4 separate regions of the Mus musculus genome follow, and regions 1, 2 and 3 are each linked to region 4. Evidence: chromatin contacts called from public promoter capture Hi-C data. All regions are on one chromosome and are shown on one strand. The core of a region is the stretch at or near the end of the contact, and the rest is flanking DNA. Distances in the headings are between cores, read along the strand shown.

Region 1 (3,285 bases), core at 646-3,145, 610 kb before region 4:
CATGAGGCTGGCATTTTGAACACTAAGATATGACTAAGTGATAGTGTATGGTTTTAAATTTGAGTCTTAAAGTCCATCATGAGTATTTTCTTGCAGTCTTGGGTTATTTCATCTGGAAGAAACCAAGTCCATGTCCTGAGGACTCTCACGAAATCTCAAGGAGAAGCCCACAGGGTGGGGTCTGCTGTCAGCAGCAGCACCAGGTTGGTAGTTATCTGAGTGAGCCATCTTAGATCCACCAAATCCATCACATCTTCAGTTGACTGGAACCTCCTGACCTGAGAGATTCTGAGCCAGACCTTATAATGTATCATTGGTGTATTCCCTGACTTTAAGGACTGAGGAGACAATAAATGCTTATATTTTCTCTTTTAGAGTAACTTTAGGTAATTACATACCAATAGATGACTGTTGTGAAACATTTGAAAGGTGGTCTCGAGAGCCTTCAGTGAGAGAGGAGAGAGCTCAGTAAAGGGCATGCTGGGGGGATAGTTGTAGGCAACTGGGCCCATCCCCCTGGCAAACCACTGGGGATTCGTTAGGATGCACATGCGAACCATCTTATCAAGGGAAGAAAAACTCTGTGTCTTTGCTCACTGTCTCCCATTTGTCGTTCATTTAACTTCTATGGCATCCTCAGTTCCTCTAAGCTTGCTAGCTACCTTGCCCTTGGGTTTCTGTAGAATCCAAATCTCTGTCAGAGAAGCAGAAAGCTGAATAGGCTTGAAACTGGGGAGCTGGCAGCATGTCGGTGAACTGCCCATGGAAGCCGAAGTCAAATCAAGGTGTAGTGAGTGAATAAACAGGGTGCCTGGTGATGTGCAATGCTGAAGCTCTCTGCTATACCCACGGCTGTTGTCATCACCATACTTAGAGTGCCACTCCCCATCAATTAGAGCTGGGATTTGAGATGAAGTCCACTTGTCTTCTTCAGCCTGGAATGCGCTCTCTGTTCTTTGTTCTGTCTTTCCACTCAACACCACTTTCCACCTGGTGTGTTCTTACTTGACTCCCAAAGGCCAAAGGTTACTTAACCAGTGACCCTTCCCTAATAAGACACCCTTTGCCTGATGAAATTTGCTTCGCTTTCTTTTCTAATCCCCTTCTTCCAACTGTTAGGAGATACTTATTTGTTTATCTTCTGCGTCTGCACTTTTGCTCATGTTGAACTTTCTTTATGTATTCTGAGTCCTAGTGTTACTCTAGCATATATACTATACATAGTATATAGTATGTATATAGTATATACTGGGTGCATGTGAGCTGAAAGAGCAAGCTAAGGAGTGTGAAGGCATGCATACTGCCTCTGTAATCTTCCACAATATTCTTTCTGTAGTTTTTTGTAGTAGTAGTAGTAGTAGTAGTAGTAGTAGTAGTAGTAGTTGTTGTTGTTGTTGTTGTTGTTGTTACAGAGATACAGTCTTTTATTATGGGTAACAGAAAACTATTTACACACTGTTGGATTGCTTGGCTTTAACTGTGTAGAAGGAGTAAGCCAAGTAAGAAGAATGATTCTGCCAAGCTCACTGGGTTTGCAAACACATACCATTCAGCTGCTGGCTGTCCAACGCACCAATTAGCACATGTACTTTCTAATCTCTTGTCGGGCCCAGCCTTTGTAAGGATACTTGTGCTTTTATGGACTCTCTACAGCAAACAAATATAGTGGATATGTTGCCTTGTGAAGTGTGGCAGGCAGGAGGTTTGGTTCCTATTATTAAGGTCTGAAGCATAATGTTTATATCTGGAGGGAAAAAGGGACCAGCCCTATTTCATTGCTGGCGTTGTTTATAAAAGTGCCCAGGAATCCACCATTCCCAAACACTAACAGATGCCACTTTTTTTTTTTTTTTGTCCTGGATTGACCCAGGGTCCTCATCCACAGTTCACTCTGTTGAGATTTAGCCAGTGTGGATTAAGTCATCGCTTTCCCTCAGGGCAGGACAAGGCAACATGAAGAGCTTCGAGCTGGCATATTTTTCTTAGGTTTTACTCCATCAGAGGACCCCATGGCTTACGTGTAGGGTATCTATCAGTTGCTGGACCTTGAGAATCCCTTTCTAGCAGATGCCAAGAGTTAAGTGGATTTTCCAGGGGGCATTATGAAAGGTGCTAACAGATGTTGATGTCAACTTGGTCATTAACATACTTCCCCAAAGCCACCTGAAGTCCCTGGGATAGGGCTTTTCTTTCAGCCTTTCCTCATTACGTTTTAGCTCCGGTTCGTGAAACAGACCTTTGAAGAAACTTGAGAGCTGCTTTGGAAACTCAAGCAAGAGGGAGATGTCTGCAGCTCTGAAATATGCCTTTGACCTTATTCTCATGCCCACAGGCCAGGGAAGGCAAAGGCAGATGGGATTTTTTTTTCTCTGAAAGTATAGTATTGCTCTTTAAAAATGAACTATTAATTTTGATACAACGATGAATATTCATAACATTTGCTACTCTGCCCATTAAAGATCCTTAAATTTTGATGTTAGGAAATTCTTACCATTTTAATCACAGAACCACAAGAATCCATTTTAAATTCCCATCCGTTTGAAATTCTTTAGTGGCTTCATTTGTCCTAAAGGAGGATATAAACTGGTGATCTATGTCTTGATGCTATTTCTTCCTGACGTTATCTGAGCTGCAGATAAAGAGTAAGTGCTTCGGCTTCTTGGTTTTTATTTATCAGCTTAGGATTTAGTTTGGGGAGTGGTTTGGGATGCCTCTGATGTCCACTGAAAGGGAACTAATCAGCGATTCACATCAGTTCTAACTGACTGATGCAGCCCCATTTTCCTGGGCCTTGTTTTAGTGCCTTCTGTGAGTAAGGCCTGGACACTCAGTGCAGGGAAAATCAGTTCGATGGTTTTGAGGATGCCCTTCTACAAAAACAGTTCCACTTCTACCCATCCATTACAAGTCACTCCTCAAAGGACCTGTCTAGGATATGTCTAGTATTTGCTCATCAAATCCGCCCTTTTCCATTTCTTTGGAGAGCCACATGTATTTCCCACTCCTCTTATTTTACGCACCCTTCCTTCCAGGTTCTAGAAATGGTCTTGAGATTCAAGATCAGCTCAGGCTCACATTTCCTTTCATCTTAATAACTGACCTAGGAATGTACATTTCTCTTAAATTAGGCAGGTCAAACTTTTCCAGGAACTTTTGCTAGAATTACCAGGCAAGAACTGTACCTGTCCCCCAAGATCTTACATGTCAATAAATATGCTTAGCATCGTCAGGGTCTACTTTTAGCACCAAATGGAGAGAACTTTGGAGAACGGACGTTTCAGAAGA
Region 2 (3,483 bases), core at 108-2,607, 570 kb after region 4:
CCCTTCCTGATAGACAGGTACCTAACCACTTGCAATCGTGGCTTCTAGAAGCCGTACTGCCTGGCATATCCTTGAGTGGCTTTCTTGGCACAGGCTTGAGAATCTGTACAAGGGAATTGTTTTTGTGGGGAGAAACACCCTGGTAACCTCTCCTGTCTGTGGCTAAGGGTCCACTGTGACTTGCATGAGGGAACAGGTCGCAAGTGTCACATGAGCTTTTCTGGGGTGAGAGAAACATTCTTTCACCCCAGATATAGAGGGTACCAATGGGGGTAGGGGTGGGGGAAGTCTAGCTAGGTGAACCAAGGAGTTTGTTGGCGTTACATGGGTGACTTGTCGTTACATGGGTAACTCAAAGGCAGCTACGTCACTAGGAAGTACCCTGGGGCAACTTACAGCTGCAGTCTCCTGCCCCTAGTCAGGACATGTTAACAGGCCTTAGCTGGCAAGGGTCTTCTGAGGGTGGTCACAACTGCTCAGAATCAGAATAGCCGTGGTCATATCCAACCAGGAGGCAACAGGCTGGGTGGCAAATTCTTCAAACCCTGGAGTCTGGCTGGGAAGCAGGGGTCAAACTGGGGTCTTAGATTTCCCATCTGTCTGATGATACTCTTATGACCCAGAAACACAGAGGTGCCTGGGGGGCGGTCAGGAAGCTGAGTTAGACGTGTCCCCAGACCCTTAGCATCTTCATCTAAGGCAAGGACTCTAGCTGAAATCTATTTGCCTTTGCCTTTCAGCTTTCCCTCTACTGAGCTCTCCTATATGTAAAGTGGGACTGACTATCACCCCTTGGACCATGATTCTCCTGCAGGTGACAGGAAAATGTAAAGAAATGTACTTTCAGGACCTTGTGGGAGTTGAGCCAAACAGCCCTATCATTCATTGTAGCCTTAGAGCCATCATCGAGGAACTGGTTTCTCTCCCATTGCACAGATGGGGAAACTAGAAGAGGGGAATTCGGCCAGTGACACAGTCAATCAAGCACAGGTGCCACTAGATGCTCTTTCTTTTGCTGCCCACACTCTGCATCTGTCTTGTCTCTGGATGTCTGCGAGCATTTGTCTCTTGGTCCCCACTCTTGTCTCCTTTCCATCGCGAACTATTCCCGGGACGTCTCTCCCTCCCTTTGTTCCCTAGTCAGATGTTCTCTTAGTCAATAGACCTCCGGAGCAGGGCGCCAACCTGCGCCAGCCGCGCCTCCTCGCTCGCTCGGCCCCCACCAGGTTTCCGGAAAGCGGGCGGGTCCCCCGGCTCTGCCGTCAGCGCCCCTGCATTCGGCCTGCGCCCCCTCCCCGCTGACCTCACAGGCGCCGCTGTCTCGAGCGCATATAAGCCTCGGCCCCTCCGAGGAGCGCGCAGTCGACTCTGGATTCTGGAGCCTTGCAGACTCTACCCAGCCAGTTTGCACTCTTCGGCTCAGCATCTTGGAAAGCTCTGCAGAGTCTCCACCTTGCAGGTAATGCCTCTGACCTGGGATCCCAAACAGGTGTCCCCTCCACCTGCCTCGCCACCTTCCTGTAGCACACTGGCCAGGGCACTGGGAGTTCTGGGTGGAAGAGGTCGGTCAGCAGGTCCACACCAGGACGGTCGGACCCACCCTAGAGTTCGAATTTGTACACTAACGTTAGAAATAGAACCTTCACTTTGGAATTAGGATGTGGGCGTCCAGTGAGAGTCTTCTTCTAGCCTAGACAAGGGAGCAAAGGGTTACATGGGGAGTTCGTGTATGTGAGCAAGAATTTCAGCTCTGGAGTAAGGAGATTGCGGTGAAGGGCTGGGGTTAGAATGTAGATGGAGCCTTGGAGACAGTTTTGGCCGCTATGACTTTAGCTTCTCCTGTCAGCACTGCAACCTTAATGGGTACACCGGGGTAGGGGTGTCAGATGCAGCGCTGACTCCCCCAACTTTGGGAGACAGTTAGGGATGGCGGAGACAGTGGGGTTTCCATCGCCTCCTAGTTTGGATAGGCACCTTGGCACCCTGATACCAGGAAAGCTACCAGAGGCTCAGCTGCACCTGGCACAAGGTGGCAGATGACCTTGTTCTGGGGAAGGGAAGGGGACAACCTCAGAGCAGGCGGTGCATTTACCCTTACACCCACTGCCTTTGACCCTAGACTCCAAGATGCAGGGACCTTGGCTGATGATGGCTCTGGCTTTGATCTTCGTGCTAACTGGTATCCCCAAATCCTGCGCCTTGCTGGAAGCAGCCCAGGAGGAAGGTGCTGTGACTCCTGACCTTCCAGGCCTGGAGAAAGTCCAGGTCCGGCCAGAACGTCGATTCTTGAGGAAAGACCTCCAGCGTGTGCGAGGGGACCTTGGTGCTGCCTTAGGTGAGTATAGGGGGAAGGGAGCCATGTGGAGAGGGTTGGGGGAGCACCAGTCAGTGCCCCTGTTCCAGATTTAAGAAGCGTATAACCTTCTAGACAGTTTCTCCATAGGGTGGGGAGGTTACCAGCCCTTGGGACCACAGTGTTAGAAATAATCAGAAGGTAGATTTTCAGTAGTCACAATTTCACAATGGTCCCTATCCCTAACAGCTTTAATTATTGTTTACCAAGCACTTGTGTCTAAGGCCCTGTCTATAAGGACATGTTGCCATTTTGTCCTGGAAACTGAGATTCAGAGAATACAAGTAAGAAGTGGTTTATTGTCACCCAGCAAGAAAGAAGAGAGCTGGGGGCTGGAAGCCAGCAGCAGTGCCCTTCACCATTGGTGTGAGGGGTGTCTGTAAGAGCTGGGAAGCAGAACAGACAATGGGAGGGAGGAGCTGCTCTAAGAGCTATGACAAAGTAGAAGTCTGAAGTGGTCCATGGCCTGCAAGCAAGGGTTCCTGATGACGGGACCAGGCTCTCCCACACTGCCTTTTACTTCTCCAGATTCCTGGATCACAAAACGCCAGCATCCGGGCAAAAGGGAGGAGAAGGAGGAAGACGTTGAAGCCGAAGAGAGGGGAGATTTGGGAGAAGTGGGAGCCTGGAGACCCCACAAACGACAGCACCCTGGCCGACGTGCCAACCAAGACAAGGATTCATGGTCAGATGAGGGGGACAGTGACTGGCTGCCCCCGTCCTGGCTACCAGATTTCTTTCTGGATTCCTGGTTCTCAGATGCCCCCCAAGTCAAGCGGCAGCACCCTGGCAGGCGATCCTTCCCCTGGATGGAGTCTGATGTCACCAAGAGGCAGCATCCAGGCCGGAGGTTCATAGATCCTGAGCTCCAAAGAAGCTGGGAAGAAACAGAGGGAGAGGAGGGTGGCTTAATGCCTGAGAAACGTCAGCATCCTGGCAAAAGGGCAGTGGGTCACCCTTGTGGGCCCCAGGGGATTTGTGGCCAAACAGGCCTGCTCCAGCTTCTAGGTGACCTGAGTAGGGGCCAGGAGACCCTGGCAAAGCAAACCCCACAACTGGAAGCCTGGGTCAGGGAACCTCTGGAGGAGTAAGGTTAGAGTCAGGCTTTAGGTCTAGGCTGATGTAAGCCC
Region 3 (3,624 bases), core at 42-2,541, 530 kb before region 4:
TTTTCCATGTTTTGTTTTGTTTTGTTTTTTTCTTTTCTTTTCTTTTCTTTTTTTTTCTTTTTCGAGACAGGGTTTCTCTGTATAGACCTGGCTGTCCTGGAACTCACTTTGTAGACCAGGCTGGCCTCAAACTCAGAAATCCGCCTGCCTCTGCCTCCCAAGTGCTGGGATTAAAGGCATGTGCCACCACACCTGGCTCTCCATGTATTTTTATATTATCTTACCATATATTTTTCTAATAGATAAGAATGTCTTTTACAGGCAAGAGGCATTTCGGATTTTCTTTTTCTTGGTTATATAGGAACCAGACCCAGGAAACTATGGCTAGTTTAATCAAAATGTCAATTAAGTGAGACACAGTAGCATTTATAAGGATGAAGCATAACTCTTGGATTGATGAGTGAAAAACCTCTCCCTGTGGTTTCTTTCCTATTAGCATTCCAGCCATCAAAATGTCAGCATCTTGACCATTGCCTTTGAACTTCTCAGTGATATGCTCTGGACATCTCACTTTGGTCTTAGAATTTGGCTTTTCCTTTCATCTCTCTGTTACAGAAATTTATCCAGCCCAATGTCTCATTCCATCAGATTCTGTCTAGGAATGGCTCTCATCACTAGTCAGTGGAATGACTATGTTACCAGTCTTTGGGACTCTATTGATATTTAAAGAGTGAGAGACACTTCCTTGTAAGCATCAAGCTACATCTTTATGGGTCAATGACTCTTCTTATAAGCTCAAGGATTTGTCTAAGGCTTGCACGGTGTAACATAAGTTCTTCTCCTTAAGCCACATAACTCCAAGAGTAGCCAGTCTCAAAGTGAGTTCTGCATCCTCCAGTAGCAAATTCTTGGGGCCAACCAAATAAAAAAGTACATCATGAGGAGAGTTAGCGTTCTACCACCATGTTTGAGTATTGCTCTCCATAACTCTATATGTAGTCTTACCCTTTCCCCATCTATTTCCCTAACTAAACTAAAAATCCCTAAAACAGTAGCAAATTTACTTGCTTATTCTTCATGAAACACCACTGAAGACACACACACACACACACACACACACACACACTTGCATGCTGAGACTTTAATAGCCCACTATGGAGTAGCAAAGATAAGACTACATAGAAAGCTTCGCTGTTGGTTGAAATCTTCACTCTCTTGGCTATATAATCACTGGGAAGTTGCTTATTTCTTCTTGGGCCCTGATGTTTTCATGTGCAATACAGGGTGATGAGGTGCTAATAATACTCCAGCCTTGTAGGGTGTTCTTCCCTAAGTGGTGGCAGTGATGCACATTACCTCATCTGTGTGCTTCTTTTCTTCCCAATGGCAGGCAGTCCTCTTTGCATCCAAACCTGTGACAACAAAGGTCAGAAACAGGAGTTTCTCTCTTACCTTCATTAGCATATTAATAGACTCCCCTTCCGCTCCCAGTGTTGAACTTATCCTGCTTTGCTGAATCATTTATTAATGCTCTTAACATTTGCATTGCAAACAATGCATTGTCAAACTACTTGAGTGGACTTTCTTAATGTAGCTGCCTGCATTGTGATATGATTTCCACTGCGCAGTCGCGCTACAGTCTTTTCTCACGTCTTGGCAGGAGACCTGTGTTCTTAGTACCTTTACTAAGGCTCCACTCTGTTGTCATGGTTAAACCATTAAGATACAAACAAATTGAGTTTTTCCCCTCATGCCACAAGCAGTAATATGCTATTTATTATCTCTTTCTGAGTAATCCTCACTCTGCTTTGAATGTTCAGCATTTTCCTTTCTGGGGAGAGCTGTAGATTTGGCAGGAGTTCAAGGAAAGACTGAAAATGCTCCTAAGAAACTATTTTAATCCCAAACAGTTCACGTTTGGAGAACAGGTTGGAACATATATAATATAGGCACTGAAACATAGGCAATTATCTCCGAAGGGCATGAGGGGACAGAGAGTAAAGACAGAGGTACCTGAGGTGGAGGATAAGGGACTAATGCAAGGGCATCTTTGACTTTCCAAGGTTCATGGTGTCAGCCGAAGGACAAGGATGATAAGACAAAGGAACAGAATGATAAGGTCCAAATGTGTGGGTGTGCTTATTCTCATGATTCAAATATGATTATTGAAGCAGCTTTCCTGTCCAATAATAGCCATTCAGAAATAATAAGAAGATGCAGAACTTGTTATCTGAAAACTCCAAAAATGTTCTGAACGGAGAGTGGAGGAAAGGTGAAAAGCCGGGGAAACACTCAAAAACATAGAAATGATGTGATTCTTAGAGAAGTTTTCCTTTTGGCTTAAACTGTTGAAAAGCAAACAAAAAAATTAGTTTCCATCTACATTTCTGAGGATAAAAAAAAGATGTTGGAGAGAAGAAAATCTCTGCTTTCTAAATAATGAGCATTGTGAGGGACATAATGAACTGCCTCGTGGTTCACCCCGCCATTCACACACATCTAGTAATGCATGGTATATTCTCGGGGCACTACTGTGGTAGTACACTGCAGTATCATTTATTATGTGACGTCTTCAGTGCCGGTAGTTTTTTGTATGCGTGTGGAGGGTGGGTGTTTATATTTGTGTGGGTATCATATTTAAGTATATGCATGTGATGGCCAATGGACATCCTCAGGTCCTCCATAGAAGCTGTCTACCTTGTGTTTTGAAACAGGACCTTTCTTTTGACTCAAACGTTGAAAGTTAGGTTAGGCTGGCTGGCCAGTGAGCCCCGAAGATCTGCTTCTGCAGAGCTGGGATTATAAGTAGGTAGCACTACTCCTGGCTCTTCATGTGGGTTCTGGGGGTACAAATGAAGGTGCTCATGGTTGTACAGCAAGCACTTAACCTCCTGAGCCATCTCCCCAGTTTCCTAATGCAGCTATTTTATGGTTTAACTTTCAGAAAGAAACAAATGCTGCATCACATCGCAGGATCAGTTAGGGGTGAGGTAGGCAATGGAAGCCTTGCTTGTCATTACAGGGAAATTATGACAATCTGTGAAAAAAAATCCATAGATTTTGTAACACTCAAATCTTTCCTTTAGGACCAACTTCTGTGAAAATACACAGTGCCTGGAATTTGCCCTGTCAAAGCCAGACATATTTTTTTCATTGAATCTTGCTTTGAGAGTAGTGATTTTTTTCATATGTAATTTGCTTTTTATGTGAAGAGAGAGACGTTCTGTTTCTCTTCTCTGGGTGGTTGTCATATTCCTGTAAGAACAATCAATACTGGGCCATTTATCTCTTCCTCCTTCCAACTGTGACATGGGGTATGTGAATGCGGGCAATATGGATTTTTTTTTAATCTCTCTGTTTTGCTGCCATGTTATTGGCTAGTGGCCTTCATTTACTTTCCAGAATATTTTGAAGGCGATGACAACTCTTTAGTCTTTGTTTGTTAACTGTGCTCTTCCTATCTACCTTTTCATCTAATAATTGACTTCAGAGAATAAAACAGAAATGGAATATTGCTTTGTTTAATATTTTTTTCCAATCGAACACACCATAGCACAGCCATCTGTGAAAATACACTTTGGCTTTCATCAAATGCTGCCTTGGCTTTTTTGAGGATTAATAATTCTCTTATGTGGGCATGTTTCCATGGCTAATGTAACACTGTTGGGCAGAGACAAAGTTCTG
Region 4 (3,305 bases), core at 229-2,728:
TTAAAGTCTGGTTTCTTGTGGGTCACAAACTCATTCAATTCAATTAATCCAATTAAACCCAAACAATGGCAACGATGTTGGGATGAAGCATTGTCTTCCGCGCCCTTTGATGTGAGCTGTGAGGCTCTTCTCCAGCATAGATTTCTCTGAAACAATAGCATTTCTCAAGCTGCCTTCTACGAAAGAGCCTAAGCTGCAGCAGCATCCACTTGGGTATACATATGTCTTAACAAACTTTCCGTCTTTCACGGAGCACCTTGAATTTCCCTACAAGCAAATTAGACAAGCGTGCAGTTGTAGAGTCTGGTTTTGTTTTAGAAGAAGACCTCCTTTTGGGTACATGGCATGAATGTCAGATAACTTTGTTTCTCAACACCAGGCAAATTAATAGTGACTGATTTATGTCCACCCCCCAAATTGCTAATAACCTTTAATAACCAAGTGCAGTGTTATGCAGTTCTCTCTAATCAAAGGTTGCCTTTGGTTTCTGACTGCCAAAATCTTAATAAAGACAATAATTCTTGGCTTGCCCATAAGTGAGATTATGCAACCAACAATGAGGAAACCATTAAAAAATTAATTTAGGGGAAAGTTAATTGGTGTTTTGCAACTTGGTCAACAAAATGTTTCCTCGTGATTAATGGGATTTTTTCAAGAGCTGAAAACATTAAGCCTGAGGAAATTATTTTTCCTTATTAGCTTTTATTCTTCATCTATTCATTTGAGATTATGAGGAGGCACAGATAGTTAAGTGAATTCCATGATTTAAACAAACAAACAAACAACAAGCGAGGCAATGTTCTGTCTCCAGGAATAGAAACTAGAAAAATAAGAGGGCAGGAGAAAGTCCTTCTGCTTATATGGCCTTAATTGTCAATGGTTGGCTCTCTATGGGTTACGCTATAGAACCGCATCTCCCAATTTTCCCAAGCCATCCATCTTCCAGGATGGAAGTCATGCACAGTGTTTCGTTTGTCTGTTTCAATGTGGCACCATTACTTCTGGATGGTGGTGTTTCCCCACAATCTCTCCTCCCTCTGACATCCCCTGAGAGTTTTGGTTCCTCCCCACTTGTGGCTCCTGCACCCTGCCCAGCACTGGCAGTTACCAGTGCTTTTAGAACTTGCCTTAGTGTCCCCCTCCTTGGAAATGAGAAAGCATTTTGACTGCTGTGAAAAATCATTGGATTAAGAAAGCATTGCCCTCCTCTGTGACCCACCCCTTCCCGCCCTCCAGAAGGGAGCCGAAGTGCCTACTTACATCCTGTGTCTTCTCAGTGCTCTGTGTCCTGTGGCCAAGGCGTGCAGCAGAGGCATGTGGGCTGTCAGATCGGGACACACAAAGCAGCCAGAGAGAGTGAGTGCAGCTCCTACAGCAGACCAGAGTCGGAGCGTGTCTGCCAAGCCTCACCATGTCCTCTCTACACTTGGAGGGCAGAGCAGTGGCAACAAGTAAGTAAAGCCATGAAGTAAGTGCACACCAGCCTGCGTGTCGCTCCACCCCCTTGTTAGCATCAGCTCCACACCCTATGGAGCCTGCAAAGCCATTGAATGGAGTGGCATTGCTGGCTCCTTCCCAAAGGAGCTGTTTGCTGTCAGGCTCTAGGCAATTCCTGTTTGCGTTTCTCCCTGTGGTCTTGAGTATCCCAGAGCTGGGGTCACTGAAATGGAAAGGAAAAAAAACAGCTTTAACATGCCTCAGGCCAAGAGTATAAGCATACAGACAACTTTCACTTCACAGGAGGGGAGATGATGGGCAGAACATTTAATATATGTTTGGATTTGGTTAGCCTGTGTTCATTTGAATAGCCGTAACATGCAAGTATTTGAGGTAAAGCTTACTCTGTATTTTTCCTTTTCGTGTGCCATTGACGATCAGGGAGAGAAAACGGGCTCTCGTGTGAAATACTCATTAATTAGGGTAGAATTTCCAGTGTTTTCAACCCATGGTAGAATCCACATGAAGTGTTGAGTTAATATAGAAATATGCTGGACTTATTTTTCTTCTACTCCCCAAGTTAATGCTTGACTTTAGCAGACATTTAAGTGTCTGTGCTGGAAAGTCCATTGCTGGGGGAAGGGGGAGAGGAGGGTAGAGGTGGTATAAGACATTAGGGGGAGGTAACCCCAATTTCCAGAACAGAATGCTAGGTTATAGAAAGAGTAGGACAGAATTAGAAAGTCAAATCAGATCTGCTGACCCCGGAATGACATAAAAGACGCACACTGCTGGAGAGGCAAGATGGAGGAGCCGCCTGCACTGAGCGTGGCTCACAACCCAAGGTAGCGTGGTTTGAGGATGTTTGTTCTGCACTTGGCTGTGCTGGGAGCTTTCTGTCTGTCCGTCCTCTCACTTTGTCTTTTGGATGACACCTAGATGAGGTGAGTTTAGTTTTTAGTTTTAGGTGGTAAAACTAAGATTCAGACAGACTTTGCCAGTTGTCCAAGGGCCCCACATCTAGCAGCTAGAGGAAGCCACCCATGACCCTGTTTGATATCTCTCATCTTTATGATTTCCTACTGTATTCTGCACCTCTGGGATTGGCTTCCCAGCCCTGCTCTCCCCAGTCCCTTCCGGTAATGGATCCATTCCTTACTACAGTGGTTCATCTCTTTAGGAACGCTTCCTTCTTCATCTGCTTGGTCATGTTGCTTGTTTTCCTTCTAGACTTCTCTTGCTTCTGTCAGATAGTATCTGGGACAATACCTAACACAGTTAAGTTTAAGATTATTTGAACTTGAGCCAGATAGGTTATCAGGAACTTGTATGCTTAGAAAAATATCACTGTGGTCCCTATCTCAGCTGTGCCATCAATAGCCACGTGACTCAGAGCAAGAATTCTTATCTCTCTGAGTCTTGGCTTGCCATCTGTAGGATGGGAATGGTAGTAGCTTTGTAGAGCTGTTTTGAGGAAGTTGGAAAGGACACTAATCTGTCATCCACTGCAGTCTCAGGACTGGCTGGGTCAGACAAAGAAGAGGTTAACTCATCTCTCTGACTCACTGAGACTTTCGACTATCTTTGGGATTCCTACTTCAGACTCATCCCTGTCTGTTTTCTCCACCTTGATCTTCACTCCATAATGAACTCTGTGTCTCTGTCGCAAAGATCAAGAGGTGAGAAAGTACTCATAGACAAGGCAAAGCTAACTGCTTATGCTGCAGCCAGCATTTGAGAGTTCAGAAGCCAATCACGAGCACCACAGGCTCCATTCCCAATTCCTTCTGAATCCTATAAGGTAGAAAACCACACAAGAAGTGTGCCTCGATGCTTCTGTCTTTGCATGGGCTATGTAGGTGGACCTT

What was found. Promoter capture Hi-C pulls out the DNA fragments that hold promoters and counts their contacts.
Region 1: a contact with region 4 is called in a promoter capture Hi-C map of 3T3-L1-derived adipocytes, with 3 times the contacts expected there. The contact joins the enhancer-like site here to the promoter of A730049H05Rik in region 4. A contact is called at or near these places in 9 of 39 promoter capture datasets (3T3-L1-derived adipocytes, the C10 cell line, cranial neural crest and 6 more), 1 of 115 datasets of contacts at active chromatin or transcription factors (embryonic stem cells) and 2 of 9 other capture datasets (adipose tissue and pancreatic islet).
Region 2: a promoter capture Hi-C map of hippocampal neurons shows a contact between it and region 4, with 3 times the contacts expected there. The contact joins the promoter of Trh here to the promoter of A730049H05Rik in region 4. A contact is called at or near these places in 4 of 39 promoter capture datasets (the 3T3-L1 cell line, hippocampal neurons, liver and 1 more).
Region 3: a promoter capture Hi-C map of stem cell-derived epiblast-like cells shows a contact between it and region 4, with 1.9 times the contacts expected there. The contact joins the enhancer-like site here to the promoter of A730049H05Rik in region 4. A contact is called at or near these places in 14 of 39 promoter capture datasets (the 3T3-L1 cell line, 3T3-L1-derived adipocytes, the C10 cell line and 8 more), 3 of 115 datasets of contacts at active chromatin or transcription factors (embryonic stem cells, epiblast stem cells and extraembryonic endoderm stem cells) and 2 of 9 other capture datasets (embryonic stem cells and liver).

What each region holds. Positions count from the first base shown.
Region 1 is chr6:93,421,406-93,424,690 of GRCm38.p6, reverse strand. No RefSeq gene overlaps it. Among named protein-coding and RNA genes, the nearest start is that of Gm22312, 87 kb to the left of the region's middle. Within about 2 kb of position 1,895, at least 4 of the 459 cell types and tissues checked have an H3K27ac peak or open chromatin away from gene starts, as enhancers often do. A contact at or near this core is called in 3T3-L1-derived adipocytes, where this site is marked.
Region 2 is chr6:92,242,524-92,246,006 of GRCm38.p6, reverse strand. It overlaps Trh (thyrotropin releasing hormone), which reads left to right and starts at 1,357. Exons shown (of 3, transcript NM_009426.3): 1 at 1,357-1,459; 2 at 2,120-2,335; 3 at 2,882-3,483. The coding sequence starts at 2,128. The coding sequence ends at 3,444.
Region 3 is chr6:93,348,283-93,351,906 of GRCm38.p6, reverse strand. No RefSeq gene overlaps it. Among named protein-coding and RNA genes, the nearest start is that of Gm25094, 15 kb to the right of the region's middle. Within about 2 kb of position 1,291, at least 10 of the 459 cell types and tissues checked have an H3K27ac peak or open chromatin away from gene starts, as enhancers often do. A contact at or near this core is called in stem cell-derived epiblast-like cells, where this site is marked.
Region 4 is chr6:92,814,616-92,817,920 of GRCm38.p6, reverse strand. It overlaps A730049H05Rik (RIKEN cDNA A730049H05 gene), which reads right to left and starts at 1,478. Exons shown (of 5, transcript NR_169152.1): 1 at 1,261-1,478. Adamts9 (a disintegrin-like and metallopeptidase (reprolysin type) with thrombospondin type 1 motif, 9) reads left to right here. Exons shown (of 40, transcript NM_175314.4): 30 at 1,278-1,451.